Regions from separate parts of the Mus musculus genome. Here all the other regions are linked to region 3. Evidence: chromatin contacts called from public ChIA-PET, HiChIP or PLAC-seq and promoter capture Hi-C data. All regions are on one chromosome and are shown on one strand. The core of a region is the stretch at or near the end of the contact, and the rest is flanking DNA. Distances in the headings are between cores, read along the strand shown. Region 1 holds the start of Ccnf (cyclin F). Region 2 holds the start of Gng13 (guanine nucleotide binding protein (G protein), gamma 13). Region 3 holds the start of Spsb3 (splA/ryanodine receptor domain and SOCS box containing 3). Region 4 holds the start of Abca17 (ATP-binding cassette, sub-family A (ABC1), member 17). Region 5 holds the start of Msln (mesothelin).

Evidence for each region. Promoter capture Hi-C pulls out the DNA fragments that hold promoters and counts their contacts. ChIA-PET counts read pairs in DNA pulled down with a chosen protein or histone mark. HiChIP or PLAC-seq counts read pairs in DNA pulled down with a chosen protein or histone mark.
Region 1: an RNA polymerase II ChIA-PET map of memory CD8 T cells shows a contact between it and region 3, with 9 read pairs. The contact joins the promoter of Ccnf here to the promoter of Spsb3 in region 3.
Region 2: a contact with region 3 is called in a promoter capture Hi-C map of embryonic stem cells, with 4 times the contacts expected there. The contact joins the promoter of Gng13 here to the promoter of Spsb3 in region 3. A contact is called at or near these places in 6 of 39 promoter capture datasets (embryonic stem cells, hippocampal neurons and stem cell-derived epiblast-like cells), 4 of 484 Hi-C or Micro-C datasets (embryonic stem cells and muscle stem cells), 3 of 115 datasets of contacts at active chromatin or transcription factors (embryonic forebrain, embryonic stem cells and stem cell-derived neural progenitor cells) and 1 of 9 other capture datasets (embryonic stem cells).
Region 4: a promoter capture Hi-C map of liver shows a contact between it and region 3, with 2.9 times the contacts expected there. The contact joins the promoter of Abca17 here to the promoter of Spsb3 in region 3. A contact is called at or near these places in 3 of 39 promoter capture datasets (liver and pre-B cells), 1 of 484 Hi-C or Micro-C datasets (embryonic stem cells) and 1 of 115 datasets of contacts at active chromatin or transcription factors (pancreatic cancer cells).
Region 5: a FOXA1 HiChIP or PLAC-seq map of pancreatic cancer cells shows a contact between it and region 3. The contact joins the promoter of Msln here to the promoter of Spsb3 in region 3. A contact is called at or near these places in 1 of 39 promoter capture datasets (hippocampal neurons) and 4 of 115 datasets of contacts at active chromatin or transcription factors (astrocytes, bone marrow-derived macrophages, craniofacial prominence and 1 more).

What each region holds. Positions count from the first base shown.
Region 1 is chr17:24,250,055-24,252,898 of GRCm38.p6, forward strand. It overlaps Ccnf (cyclin F), which reads right to left and starts at 1,355. Exons shown (of 17, transcript NM_007634.4): 1 at 1,241-1,355. The coding sequence starts at 1,256.
Region 2 is chr17:25,716,218-25,718,917 of GRCm38.p6, forward strand. Gng13 (guanine nucleotide binding protein (G protein), gamma 13) reads left to right here and starts at 1,311. Exons shown (of 3, transcript NM_001357782.1): 1 at 1,311-1,364; 2 at 2,450-2,581. The coding sequence starts at 2,484.
Region 3 is chr17:24,885,399-24,888,098 of GRCm38.p6, forward strand. It overlaps Spsb3 (splA/ryanodine receptor domain and SOCS box containing 3), which reads left to right and starts at 1,276. Exons shown (of 7, transcript NM_001163751.1): 1 at 1,276-1,362; 2 at 2,382-2,519. The coding sequence starts at 1,282. It overlaps Nubp2 (nucleotide binding protein 2), which reads right to left and starts at 952. Exons shown (of 7, transcript NM_011956.3): 1 at 881-952; 2 at 321-439; 3 at 21-219. The coding sequence starts at 908.
Region 4 is chr17:24,349,804-24,352,503 of GRCm38.p6, forward strand. Abca17 (ATP-binding cassette, sub-family A (ABC1), member 17) reads right to left here and starts at 1,256. Exons shown (of 31, transcript NM_001031621.3): 1 at 1,165-1,256. Abca3 (ATP-binding cassette, sub-family A (ABC1), member 3) reads left to right here and starts at 2,220. Exons shown (of 33, transcript NM_013855.3): 1 at 2,220-2,448.
Region 5 is chr17:25,753,117-25,755,844 of GRCm38.p6, forward strand. Msln (mesothelin) reads right to left here and starts at 1,262. Exons shown (of 17, transcript NM_001356286.1): 1 at 1,227-1,262; 2 at 1,016-1,106; 3 at 658-701; 4 at 262-308. The coding sequence starts at 1,103.

The sequences.
Region 1 (2,844 bases), core at 105-2,604, 640 kb before region 3:
TATTTGAACATGTGACTATCAGCATATGGTTGACCAAGGGACTTGCATAGCATAGACTGGGAACTCAAATTAGCAGGCCGTTCTGTAGAACATGGAGGCCAGATCCATCCCAGAGCAGCTCTCAGCTTGGCAGATGGTGAGAGCTCCCCAGTCCCCAAACAGAGGGGTCTTCCACACTCAGCTTACAGTGCAAAATCACCCCTTCCTAGCACCGTGGACCCTTTAATACACTCAGTTCCTCATGCTGCAGTGACCCCCAACCATAAAATACCTTCATTGCTACTTCATAACTGTAATTTTGCTACGGTTATGAATCTTAATGTAAATATCTGATATGCAGGATGTCTGATCTGCAACTCCTGTGAAAAGGTCGTGTGACCCCCCCAATGGAGTCGCGCCCACATGTTGAGAACTCAGGCACACAGCAACTGGACCCAGACATGCTCTTCAGATGAGCTCTTCTCCTCCACAGTGGGTTGTTCCAATATTTACTTCAGCAATTCATTCTTCATTCAACGCCTATGGCTTTTTTCCCTATTTCACAAAGGGCCCCCACATTACCCCCCCCCCCCAAGGTCCTGCCTTCCTACTTATAAATGCGCCTATCTTTCTACCTATTTTTCCTCCTCACACTGAGGCAAAAGTGGCTGACCTCGGGCTTTCCATCAGGAGGTCTCTAAGAGACTGTCCACTCCCAAACTCTTCACCTGAGTCTTATTGGAAACCAAATTTACAGCAAAGGCCAAATGTATACCCAGAGAGCTATAATTCCCAAACATTCTAAGAATATTATCATAACAGTTTCTTGACTCGTGTGCTCTAGAGCATGTCTGGAAGTGTTTAACCACTCTAACAAGTGAAATCGCACCCCCAGGTCGTGAGACGTTTTCACGGGGCAGATCCTGTGGCCTCAGCCAACCCTCAGGTGATCAAGCCGCCCACAAGAGTCCGGACAGGGCCTGAGATCGCTCTATATCGTGTGGATTGCCCACGACTTCACAGATAAGTAAAATCGTAGTTTGCTAAGTAGAGAACCTAAATAGCCCTGGGGTAACAGGAGAGGCATAGGCGCCGGGCGGGCATTTAAACCGCGCGGGCGGGCTCGCAGTCGGGGATACGTGCCTACCCCGTGCTTTGGGGGATGCGACGCGCACTCCCGGGTCACAGGGGCCCGAGTCCATGCTCCTCCGGCCTCCGTTCCGTATGACCTATCGCCTACCCGGCTCCCGCCAGCACTCACCACCGCCGCTCCCCATCGCCGAGCTCCCTCCACTGCCGCTTTAGACCGCTCTCAAGCGCGCCCGCGCCTGGGGCAAGTGCACGGAGCGCCTCACGCAGGCGCGGGCCCCACCCCCGCCCCGTTTTCAAACGCGCCGGGAGCTCCTACTGGTAGGACCACAGAGTTACGCCCCCCAGATCACTAGCCTCTCCTGCCCCGCAGGCTCTGGGCATTTGTGATTGGCTACACCAGGACGCGAATTCAAACGCTGGCTGTCTATTGGCTTATCGCTCGTGGTTGACCCGCCTTCTCCGCTGGGCGGGGGACGGAGGAGTTCAGCTGGCGCCGGCGGGCTATCCTAAAAAGCCCGCCCGGAGGCAGAGAGGGCTGGTCTTCTCCCTCCAAGACTTGTCCTACCGTCCGGAGTTGGTCGTGGCTTACTACCTGTCCCTCCCACGCGAGCTTCCGGCCGAGGAGACTGCATTTGGAGGCGCCAACTCCAACACTGATGTGGAAATTGCAGAAGCTGGGCTCCGATGCCGGGCAGCCACAGCCACAGTCACAGTCTGCTGAGCGATGTGTTCACTCGAGTACATGTTCCGTATTCTCATGAGATGATCTGTCGAGAAAAGACAAGTGGTCTCTTGAGGGTGGAGAGCGAGGAATAGGCCCAGGCTTATCCCCACAGCTTGGGTCAGCCTTCATCCCCTCCCCGAAGCCAGCATGCTCACTGTATCTGACCTGTGCTGGAAGCTGGATAGCAAGACCTCTAGTGGGTCTGAGACAGTTAATAGGGAATGGCTGTTCACAGCACAGAATATTAGAGAACCCTAGAGCAAGACTTGGGATTTGCTCCCCATTGCTGCTGATCTCCATGGGGAACCCTCACACTGTCTCTTTTCCGGAAGACTATACTGTTTTCCAATTTGTTACTTTTTCTTTTCTTCGAGACAGGGTTTCTCTGTGTAGCCCTGGCTGACCTGCAACTCACTCTGTAGACCAGGCTGGCCTTGAACTCAGAAATCCGCCTGCCTCTGCCTCCCGAGTGCTGTGATTAAAGGCATGTGGCACCACCACCCAGCTACTTTGTTACTTTTTTATCTTCCTCCTTTTGTACTTTGTTACTTGGGACAGAAGTGCTGTTTTCAGAATTTGCTTTTGGTAGCCTCTGGAAGGTATTAAAAAAACTAAATCTAACAATGAGCAAACCCGCTGTCCATCACATTTCAGAATACATAACAATCTATCTGGTCCCCTGGTTAATCAGAGTTACAAAGTCATCAGTTGATCAGTTGTCTTTTTTTTTTTTTTTGCTCTACCTTGTTTTGTATCCTACTCAATTTCAGTTTCTATTATTTATTGGAGGCGGGTTTTGTTGGTTTTGATAAAGGGTCTCCCAATGCCCTTCAGCTAACAACCTGACACTGCTTAGAGTCATCTGAGGGAGACTCAGTTATGTGATTGCCCATATCAGACTGGTCTGTGGCCATGTCTGTGAGGGATTGGTATGATTGATGACTGAGAGGGTTCAGCCTCTCACCACCTCTGGTGGTGCCATCCCTAGGTAGGTGTGTCTAGGCTATATAAGAAAGCTAGCTGAGCATCAGCCAGACAGCACTGGTCCA
Region 2 (2,700 bases), core at 61-2,560, 830 kb after region 3:
TCCTGTTGTCTAGGTAAGGGCCACTCAACAAACCTCCAGCCCTCAGAGGACCCAGAATACTTAGCAAGGTACTGGCCCTGCCTCCCAGGACAGGCTTGCCCCTCCCCCACGGGTTGCTGTTGCAGCCTGCGTCATATGAAGGTCCCCAGAGCACAGCTCCCACAAGAGTTGGTGAGGTGTACCTCTGACAGTAACACTGGGAAAGGGAGGCGCTGCTCTGGTTAGTTGAAGGCAGGGCTAGCCCCCTGCCCCCGTTACAGAGTCTCTGAGAAATAGGGAGGTGGCTGCCGCCGGGCACAGGGCTCAAAATCCTGTGGCTGAGGAAGTACTCTTCTCCCTACCCAAAGGCCATCCAGCATCAGCTAAGAAACTGACCTACTCACCCCCTAAGCTAACTTTTAATCTACCCAAAGCTGGAGATGGGTGACCCTTCACACCCGAGGCCCCCACGCACTATCCAACCGTGGGTTCTTTTGAAGTCATTGCCTGGGAATGAGGAAGGCGCCAGAAGGTGGGAGTGCTATGGAGGGAGGCCTGAACCCCTTCTAGGTGAGGCTCTTGTCGTGGAATTCTGCGGGATGCCCCCCAGCCTCCCATAAGTGGACAACACTGAAGGTCACCTGCACCAGGTGGGCTGCAAGACCACAGTGGGAAGTGCTCTGCCCCCACCCCCTCTTCTCAGCTGCCTGCATTGGAGTGCCCTGCATAGGAGGGCCCTGACCAGAGAAGCCTTGTTGGGTGGGGCATATTTTGCTGTTTAGGGCTCTGGTCCCAGTATCACAAGATTGTCAAACTGGGTTGCCAGCAGTTGTAGCTGACCCAGGAGAGACGGGACTAGCTCCCACTGCTGCATGTCCCACCCCAGGGGAGACCTGCCAAAGCTGTAGGAGCAGCCCAGGGAGCTCTTGGGGTCAGCCCAACCCTGTAAAGGCGGTACCAAGGCCCCAGGTGGCAAGAGTGGGCGGGGCGGCTGCCTGGGCTCCCCGGACTCGGACAGCCCAGCCTCACTCCACAGATCCCTCGGCCCTTGTCATCTCTGCTTTTGCTGTCTCCTCCAAAAGTAAGTCCGATGAACAGAAACCTCACACTGAGGGGGAAACAGACTCCAGGGCTCTAGGGCTTGACCAGGTGGGGCCCCTAGGCTAATTCTAACTACTGGGACCAGGGCAACTGCCTCCGGGCCTCAGGGGCGGGGCGGCCGACAGATCGAGTCCAGCGGCGCAGGAGCCATCGCTGCGCGACGGGGGCGCGTCTGTCCTGCGCCGTGCGCGCCGCCCGCAGTGCCCGTGTGCGCCGCCGTGCGCCTGGCCGGGGGCGTCTCGGGGTGCACCGGCGGCCGGGCTCCGGCGGCGGCAGCAGCGCAGGTAGGGCCAGTGGTGGGCCATGCCCCCAGCCCAGATGCTCCCATTTGTGGAGGACCCGCAGCTGATCCTCCGCCCACGTGCCTGTCGGCGTGTGGGGCGCGGGAGAACCTAGCAGGGTGGGGCACTGTAACTTGGGGGTCTCTGGGAAAGGTACTCTGCAGGTGGCCCCACACAACCAGGAATACTAGCCCACCCAACCTCTCACTGGTTCCTTGCGAGCCCTGCCAGGACCTCTTTAGGATGGGCCACTCTAAAGGCTGGGTCCTAGGCTCTCCCCAAGGCCAGCTCAGCTCAGTATCCCGGGATGGAAGCTTAGCCCGGATGTGTCTGGTACTCGGTGCCAGACCCCTCTCAAGGTCGTGGAAGCTGTGATTGGAGGGAGAACCAGAGACTTGGTCTTTTGGAGTGCAACTAGCTAGGGAGGGGTAAAGGGAGGCCCGTTGTGCTCCAACTGACAGCTCTCCCTAGTCAGGTCAGTGACTGGATCTGAAAACACTGGTCTCAGGAAGGCTACCCACCTCCCAAGTCCTGGGCTTGCTGAAAGGCCTGTGTCCCCAGACATTCTGCACATACCCCACCCTACATGCAAATTGCAGACAAATCCTCCCAGCCCCGAGATTAACTTGGCCTCTCAGCCTCTTTACCCATGCAAAACAGGCATCCAGGAGGGCCAGGCAGCACCCAGCATCTCAGGGCTCTCATCGCAGCACCCAGGGTCTGAGTTAGAAGTGGGTCTGGAAGGGGGGTGGGGGCTGCCCTGGGTACTCAGAAGTCCATCTTTTAACCTCCCTAGGCAGGGATGAGTCTGTCCTCCCAATCCAGGGCTGGGCCTTCTCAGGCTCATTTGCCCAGCCAAGAACGGAAAGTTTGCTCTGCAGCTAATCAGCCCCACTGGGTAGAGAAGGCTCAGGGGTCTTGTTAGTGGGTCCCTGTGGCCCTCTTCGGGCTCTTTGCCAACATCACTCCAGACCTCAGGAAGGACCAATGGGTGGTATGGTCCCAGGATCTCCCTCTGTCCTGGGGCTGAGGGTGGCGTGGGGGTGGGGGCTGCAGACCCAGCTCTTTTCGCTTCTCCTGCCCACCAGCCTCAGGCTGGCTACCACCGACGCCCCCGACGCCATGGAGGAGTGGGATGTGCCCCAGATGAAGAAGGAGGTAGAGAGCCTCAAGTACCAACTGGCCTTCAAGAGGGAGATGTCGTCCAAGACCATCCCCGAGTGAGTGCCCCATGATGTCTGTCATTTACCTGCCCAGCCACTGCCCCTTGTGTGAACCAGGACCTCACACCCCCAGTAGGCAGGTGCCACGGGAATGACCGACACTCACTGACACTCCC
Region 3 (2,700 bases), core at 26-2,525:
GCTTCTCACTAAGTTCTTACCATGTTTCTTGGGACCTCTCCACACCACGGCCTCATCAGGGTTTTCCAGCAGGAACCCCACAGACATAAGGGAGATGCTCTGCTCCTGATCCACAAAGACAGGCACCCAGCCATTGTCACACTGGTGCACGGCCTTGCCTTGTGCACGGAGCATGTGTGGTATGCTGGGACCGCACAGGTCCACATCTAGGATTCCCACCTGCAAGGAGGAGGATGCTGAGGGGTGGAAAGAAGTCTGCCAAGCCTGTTGGGAGCTAGGGACAACAATGAAACAGGTGTCAACCCTGGTCCAGGCCTCACCTTCTTGCCCTGGTGGCGCAGAGCCAGGGCCAACTCCGTGGAGATGGTGCTTTTCCCAACGCCACCCTTTCCAGAAAGAACAAGGATGATGTGTCGCACCCCGGCCAGGTTCCCGGGTTCTGGTGAGAAACAGGAGTTGGGGTGTCTGAGAGAGCGACAAAGACAAAGGCACGCGGGTAGGTCTTCTAGAAGCCCCAGACCTGTCTCAGCCTCACTTCTGTCTGAAGTGGAGCAACTGAAGGCACGTGCACACGTGAACGCTCACTTCAAACTGCCAGCTAATTTTAACAGACACAGAGGAAACTAACAGAGTAGATGATCACAGCTAAGCGACACCCGCGCACAAACGCAGACTCCACACTAGAGACTTCCAGTTCTAGGGAAGCAGGGCCCCCAATTCTCGGAAAGGCGTGAGGCTGAGGTCTTAGAGCAGATATAACCGCCGATGTGTGCATCGCGACACTCGGCTAGCTCAGTAAACAAGGGGACATGGGATGCTTTGGCGTGGGCCTGCACGCGGTTCGCCTTCAGACTTTCCCAACCCCTCGCGTTTGACCGACCTGCACGCTCACCGGCAGCAGCCTCCATTCCGCTACTAGTTGCTTTTCGCGGCTCTCTTCCGCTTCCTCTCCAAACTTTCGCAGCCTTTGAACCAATGGTGACAAGAGCCCGCCCCTTACTCATTTTGAGAGGTTAGTCATTCACCGTCCAGCCAATCAGATCACCCAAGGAGGTCCCGATCCTGGCAACTGATGATGACGCCACGGGCACGGACACACTTCCTTATATTTGTCCAATGGTCATGCGAAAGTTTTTTTTTTTTTTGACCGCTCTAGCGAGGGCCAATAGAAACTTTGGTTCAGGATTGACAGTTTGTGCAAGCCTCTTGACAGCAGTCCTGTCTCGCGAGACCCGCCCCCGCGCGAAGCTGCCATAGAGCCCGCCTTCGGCTGCCGGGCCAATGCAGGGCGGGGGCGGGGATTGTTTGCGTCGCGGCCGGAACGGAAAGTGGGTCAGCGCCGGGGGAGCTTTTTGGCCGCAGGTGAGCCGCGCCGGCCCAGCCCGGTCAGGCCCGGCGGCCGGCGGGTTGACCTTGCAGGCGGTCAAGCCGGCCACCCGTTGTTCCCTGGCGGTGGCGCTCGGGAGTCTGGGCGGGGGCCTCGGAGTCAGGCGTCAGGGACGGCATCGCTGTGGCGAGATCCGCGAGCCTTTGGCGAGGGAAGCAACCTTCAGCCCCGCGGAGGCCGAGCGTGGCTACGTCCAGGGACATCTCTGGTTCATTCATTGGGTTCCTACTGTGTGTTCTTATACGGCGCTCAGCCAACCCAACTGCTGTGGAGTGCTGTGCGCGGCCCCGCCCGGCTTCTTTGTGGATGGCCGGGGCGAGGTAGGGTAGTACAGTGGGTCTACAGGGGGACAGGAGGCAGCTAGGACAGAGTCGACTATTAGACAAAGACAGTCCACTCGGGAGAGGAGATCCGGACCTCTCAAAGCCTTTCATTTTGTCCCAAGAACGATGTCAAGCCAGTGAGTTTAAGGTTGTATCAAAGACTGAGTTTGTAGTGTGCAGAGCCGGATGGGTGAGAGGGAGTTGTGTGGTGCAGGAAGCGGTGGGGGTCTCCAATGGCAAGGAGGGGTGTCAGGAGTGGATGACAGCGGTGTTTCTGGCATGAGGAACTGGATGCTGTGGATGCCATTTGCCAAAGTGGACCGCGGAGGAGGAGCAAGTTAAGTGTCAAATGCCTGAGGGGCAACAGCTCCTGAACAGAATGCAGAGATGGGCTGGGACACATCCAAAGTCATGGGTGTCTGGGTTGTGTTTCACACCATCGCCCTGGGCTTGATTGAGGTGCTCAGATACTCGAGCCAGGTACGAGCTTGTGGGAGTTTCTGGAGCTCAGAGCTCAGTGTTGAGGGCTTGGAGTCCCCAGCCTTTGGTGGATCCATGGCTTAGGCTGCCAGGTAGAAGTGGCAGGGGGCAGAGTTGTGGGGTGTAGATTTGGGCCTTGTTTGGACATTGATACATTACATGTCTTTAAAGTTACAGTTATTTTTTTCCAGGTTCTCTCCACTATGGCCCGGCGTACACGGAGTAGCAGGGCATGGCATTTCGTCCTGAGCGCAGCCCGCCGAGATACAGATGCCCGGGCTGTGGCTCTGGCAGGCAGCTCTAACTGGGGCTATGACTCTGATGGGCAGGTAGGTCGAAGTGGCAAGGTGGGGATAACCAGTGTCTATGTTGGGTGAAAAAGACACTGAGCCAGGCAGCTGAGCTGTGTCCTGGTATGTGGTGCTTTTTGGTCTGGTAAAGCCTGAGGTATGTCAGGCCTCAAGACAAGAGACAGGGATCGAAAGTTCTGGATAGTGCTGGTTACTGTAC
Region 4 (2,700 bases), core at 6-2,505, 540 kb before region 3:
GAAACACCTCTAAAACTTCTAGATGATTAAAAGCTATGCAAACTACACTTGAAGCAAGATAGAGATTCACACAAAGACCACTATGGCAGTGTTGCTACAGTTTCTGTGCTGCCTGGATATTTAATAGAACAAGCCTACATAACTCACTGTCATAGTCAATGATGTACACACATTTCCGTGTGATTGTGTTTACATTAGTTTCAAATAACAATATATTCAGTTCTAACAATACATTGTTGAGGACTTTGAATTTGGTGTTAGATGGCTGTTTCAATACTTCCTTTACCAGTTTCATCTGTACTCCTCAATACACAATAAAATGAGACTTTGACACCAGACACCTACTTTGTGAGATTCTGAGGAACACGCATCACGAATACTCTCAACCTCGCCTTTGCCTAAGGGAATTCTAAGTCACCCAGCTCTGTTCCTAGATTTAGTTCTGCAGAACTAGGCTTAGGTTTGGAAAGGACTAAAGAATTTAAGTTGAAAATGGCAAGTACTGTTTTGAAAGAAAAGCGATTAAGTTTAACGTCCAGTTCCAGTCAGCCAGATTCATACACCTCCTATCATGAAATAGAGAATGGGAGAGACATTTTGGGTTGGAAGGATGATGGAGAGAAAGTCTTTGGGGACAAAGTCTTTTGGAGATGTTTACAGCACACCAATAATCCAAATCCCCACCTTGCTTTAATTGTCCCCCCATCTCCCCCAACACACACCGCTACATGCTTGTTACAACAGGCACATACTGCCATTTAAGTGCCAGGCATGATGATAATCCCTTAAGCATGCACTTTTCTCATTTCACTTTGGAAAAAAAGTGGTGGTTGTGGGGGAACCGCAACCTTTGAATACGCTATTACTACCATTTCAATTTTAGGAATGAGAAATTAAGATTCTGGAAAATACAATGACTTGAATACACTAGTGAAGGACTCAAGACCTGAAGCCAGGTCTTTGAGACTCCCTTTATTCGGCAAACTTGACTAGAGCATTTCTGGACAAGGTGTTCTAGGACCCCAGGGAACTGACCATGTACCAGGCAAGGGCTCTTTTCTTAGGGAGTCCATCTTCTGGTTAGCCATACAGGACCCTAGAGAGCGAGAGGTTATGACCACAGTGTAACTGGCATTGATTCGGAAGTCACGATCCCAGGGTTACCTTAAGGCTAGGCAGGTCTGGTCCGCAGCCCGGAATCCGGGGAGGGCTGCGCCTCACTCACCGCAGGCACCCTGTCCGTGGCCACGGGCACTGAAGGACCCGCTGGATCGCCCTCGACGACTGTTGGCCCCGCGACACGGCCACGCCCACGCTCAACCCCGCTTCTCCCGGGCCAGCCGCGCGGATGCCCAAGCTGCAGCAACCTGTGATTCCAATGCCATTCCCTCCTGCCTGGGCCGAGGGCACACAGATGTTCGCATCCTACTGTCTGAAGGAACCACAACCCCCTCCCACCTCCATGCCTGTCTACTGCCTGAAGAAATCCTAACGCCCCAATCTCCTGTCCGAGGAAACTCTACCGCCCAAGAGACCCCGACGCCCTGCCTTCTGCCTGAGGAGACCCAGATCCCTGAGAACCCCCTCCCACCCTGACTGTATTCTCCTAGTGGTGCTGCTGGGCTGGACCGTGACTTTCCCTTTCCTAGCTGTGGGCTGTCGCCTCTGAAAGGTTCCTAGACCTAACCTCACTAGGGCTTGGGTTCCTCCTGCTGAGAGCAGAAAGTAGCACTTTCTCTTGGTGACAAGAGTGAGATGGGGAGAGAGCCCTGAAGAGAAAGAGGAACTTGAATCCCGCTGCGAAAGTGAGATTCTTGATGTTACAGCCTCAACTGCTTTGAAACACATTTGTCCAGAGATGAGCTTCAGGCCAGCGACCCCGGGGCTCAGAGCCCCAAACTAACGCCTACTGTTTGCTGGACGCGAGCAAGGGCGTGCTGCACGATCAGTGGCGGATGCGGAGAAAACCCGCAGGGGCAACCCATCACGCACGCTCACCCCACCCTACAAGCGCTTGCCCACTGGAGGTGAGACCTGCGTGGAGTACTGCGCAGACGCACGATCCGGAATGTTGAACTGGGAGGGGTGCACGCGCTACGCAGAGCGCCCTCTGTCGGAGCTGGGCAACATGTGCCAGGCACTGCGCAGACGCTGAATCCAGAGCTTAGGCGAGGCTGAGCCGGCCGGGGGCAAACCCGGGGCACCTGCAGGGGCGGCCCAGTGCGCACGCGCGCTCCGACGCGCCCCCCCACCCCCTCCAGGAGCCGGAGCTTCCTGGTGCGTTCTTCCACCCGCGCCTGTCGCAGGCGCCTCCTCTCTGCCCCGCCGCCTCAGTTGTCAGCTTCGGCCGCAACCGCCCCAGCAAGGCTGGAGCAGGACCGGGAGTCTAAGGGAGGGAACCTGGCGAGAGAGCTGCGCAGACCGCCGCCACCCTGGCGCTGAGGGTCGGTGAGTGTCACTAGGACTTGTCACTCGCGCGCTAGCTCGGGGCTCTGAGATTTCCCGTCCTTGCCCGGGTCTCCACTCTGCCAGCGGGCAGCGCCCCAACCTGGGGCCTCCGAGCCCCTGCCTATCGCCGGGACCTGCGGGCTCGCGGACTGACCCTTCGTATTGCTGCAGGTGTAGCTGTCTTGGCGTCCTCATGCTGGGTGTGTCCCCGCTATAGCGGGGTCGCGGGGCTCGCAGGAACCCGCACAGACC
Region 5 (2,728 bases), core at 12-2,511, 870 kb after region 3:
TGCCTGCCTGCCTGCCTGCCTGCCCAGAGCCCTTCCTTCATAACCCTGGGCTTCTCATGACCCTCTTTGGGACAAGTGACAACCTGAGGGACAAGGTACTTGGGCCCTGGGACACAGTCCTTCCCCTAACTCTGAGCCAGCCAGGTCAGGAGGGAGTGGGTAGAGATCAGACAAGACAGAGAATTTGGGAACCTGGATGTCTGGCACTTGTTCACTCAGCCCACAAGGGCTCCTGATCGCCCCCAAAGGTACTGAACCCACCTGGCAAAGTCAGCGGCACCGTTCACAGCATGGAGGAGTGTGGCCTCCTAAGGGAACAAGGTCTGACTGACATTTCCCAAGCAGATAGGAGCTTCTTTACCTTAGAGCTTGGTCTCAACTGTCTGAGAGCAAGGTCCAGATACTGTCTGAGTCTGGCTACCTCTGGGGCCAGGGACTTAACACCCAAGGGCTCCACTGTCTCCAACTCAGCTCCTTTCAGGGCCCAGCTACATCCTGGGTTCTGCCACTCTCTGGGATCAGCAACTCTGCCCACAGCCCTCTTTGAAAAGTGACACTAAGGGATGGTATGTATTCATGTGTAAAGTACCGAAAACATCACTCCGTACCCCCAAGACTAGAATAGAAAATCCTTCTGTTTCCCTCAGAGGACCTCACCTGGCTTGTCTTTGTAGTCTGGGTCTGCAGACGTGGTATCCACCCTGTGAGCCAGAGGGTACAAAGCTACAAGAGAGGCCGGGGCAAAACTGGGCTGCTCTCTGGTCCCAGCCCTCTGCACAGCCCACTGGGTGTAGAGAGAGCTAAGGCCTCTCACCCCATTGTGTCATAGCCTATGCTCTGTAGGCCTAGGGATCATTCCTGCTCGGAGTGTCCCCACTTTCCAGGCCTTTCACTGTTCTCAGTCCTAACCCTCCTGGAACGCAGGTCACCTAGCAATGACCCAAGGAGAAAGCAAGCTCCCAACTCATGAAGGTTCCTTAACCACTTCCTGGGGATCAGCCCAACCCATACTCACCAAGACTAAGGAGAAGCAGTAGGAAGCTTCGGCTGCAGATGGGACTTCCACAGGACCCCAGCAGGGGTCGAGCTGTTGGCAAGGCCATGGTCTGTGGATAACAATGACTCTGAGGTCCCCACTTGTCCCACCCCTCAACCCACACCACTGTTTGGAGACAACGAAGGGGCTTTTGGGCCTGGGAAAGCAGCTGTCCAACTTCTGTGAGCACCTGCAGTAGTGTCTACTAGGCAGACTCTCCACACTGACCGCTTGCCAGGCCCGCCCCTAGGAAAACCAGCCCTCCTATAGGGAGGGGCACTGGGTCTGAGTCAGTGGGGCACCTCTGCTGTGAGGCGCAGTGGACAGCTGAGTTCACCCTCCAGCCTCACAGGGCAGGGCAGAACTGGAAGTATAGGACAAAGAGACAGGGCTATCTCCTGCTCCGGTTGTTACGGGTTCGCCGTTTGTACCAGGAGCACTGAGTGGTTCAGGCTGGGAATTACGCAGGACCACCCCTGGGCCTGAGGCATGGGACTGGAGGTATCTGTGACTTGCACAAACACATGGCCCCATCAGGCTGACCACGCTGTAGAGGGGGGTGATGTCTCTTCCATAGATCAGTCCCTTTGGGTGACATGGCTTCTATGAGAGTTTTTCAAGCTCTGGTGTGATCAGGATAGCAGGTAAATAAATGGGTACCAGGCAATCCAGTGTCCCCTCTGGGGTGGGGCTCAGGGGCTCTGTGGACAGGGTGAGTGCGGAGCTGTTCCCCTCCTCAACATGTGTGGAACTGTATTCTAGCTGACTTTATCTCAGGTCTCTCTTGGCCCCCCCCATTGCTCAGAATATGGACTTCTCATGCCCCCGTATGTGAGTTACCTGAACAACCCAGCAGTAGGGATTGTCTGGGGAGACCTCACAGGCCAGGAGGCTCCTGCACTAAGAAGCCCCTGAGCAGGTAGAGCAAACTGTGTACCAGGAGACGATGTGTAGGATAGGTGAGCCCAGGCAAGAAACATGTCTTAATGTCTCCCCTCAACCCAGGAGACTATGAAGCCTGCAGCCAGCCTTATGTCAATCAAAACCTGTCTATCAGCCTTAGTGTGAGTTCCTTAAGAGCCTCTACAAGCAGCATCAGGCCCTGGGATCTGCATCTTTCACACCACATCCTAAGAGATGCAGATGGGAGCCACTGTCCTATAGTTATGTAGAATTCAAGATTCTGGTACCCACTTGTCTCGGACAAAGGACGCATCTCAGTGTGAAACAGAAAAACCCACAGCAGTTCCATGGCATTGTGGTATGGGGTCCCAGGACTGGAGGAACACAGGAGAGTCGTTCAAATGTACCCCACCCCTTACCATCTATGATCAGCATCGATCAGCATCCACTGCCCACCCCTTATTGCCTATGGTCAGCATCAGCATCCACTGCTCAGTTATCGCCTGTGATCAGCGTCAGCACCCCCTGCTCAATTATCACCCACACACCTGCTGAGCACCAATCTATGCCAGGCCTTGCTGGCCCTGTCTAGGACTCTAAGATAGGACCTAGCCATGGAGAGAGCTGACCCTGGTTTTCCTTTATAGCCAGGCAACATTGTCCCTTATTCCCCAGAAGGCTCCTCAGCATGGACTGTGAGGGGAAGTGGGCGTTCTCCCTCCAGTTCCCTCCAGCTTGGCAGGTGAGGGGTTACAGTTAAAAAAAAAATCACAGCCTCTCTCTGCTTCT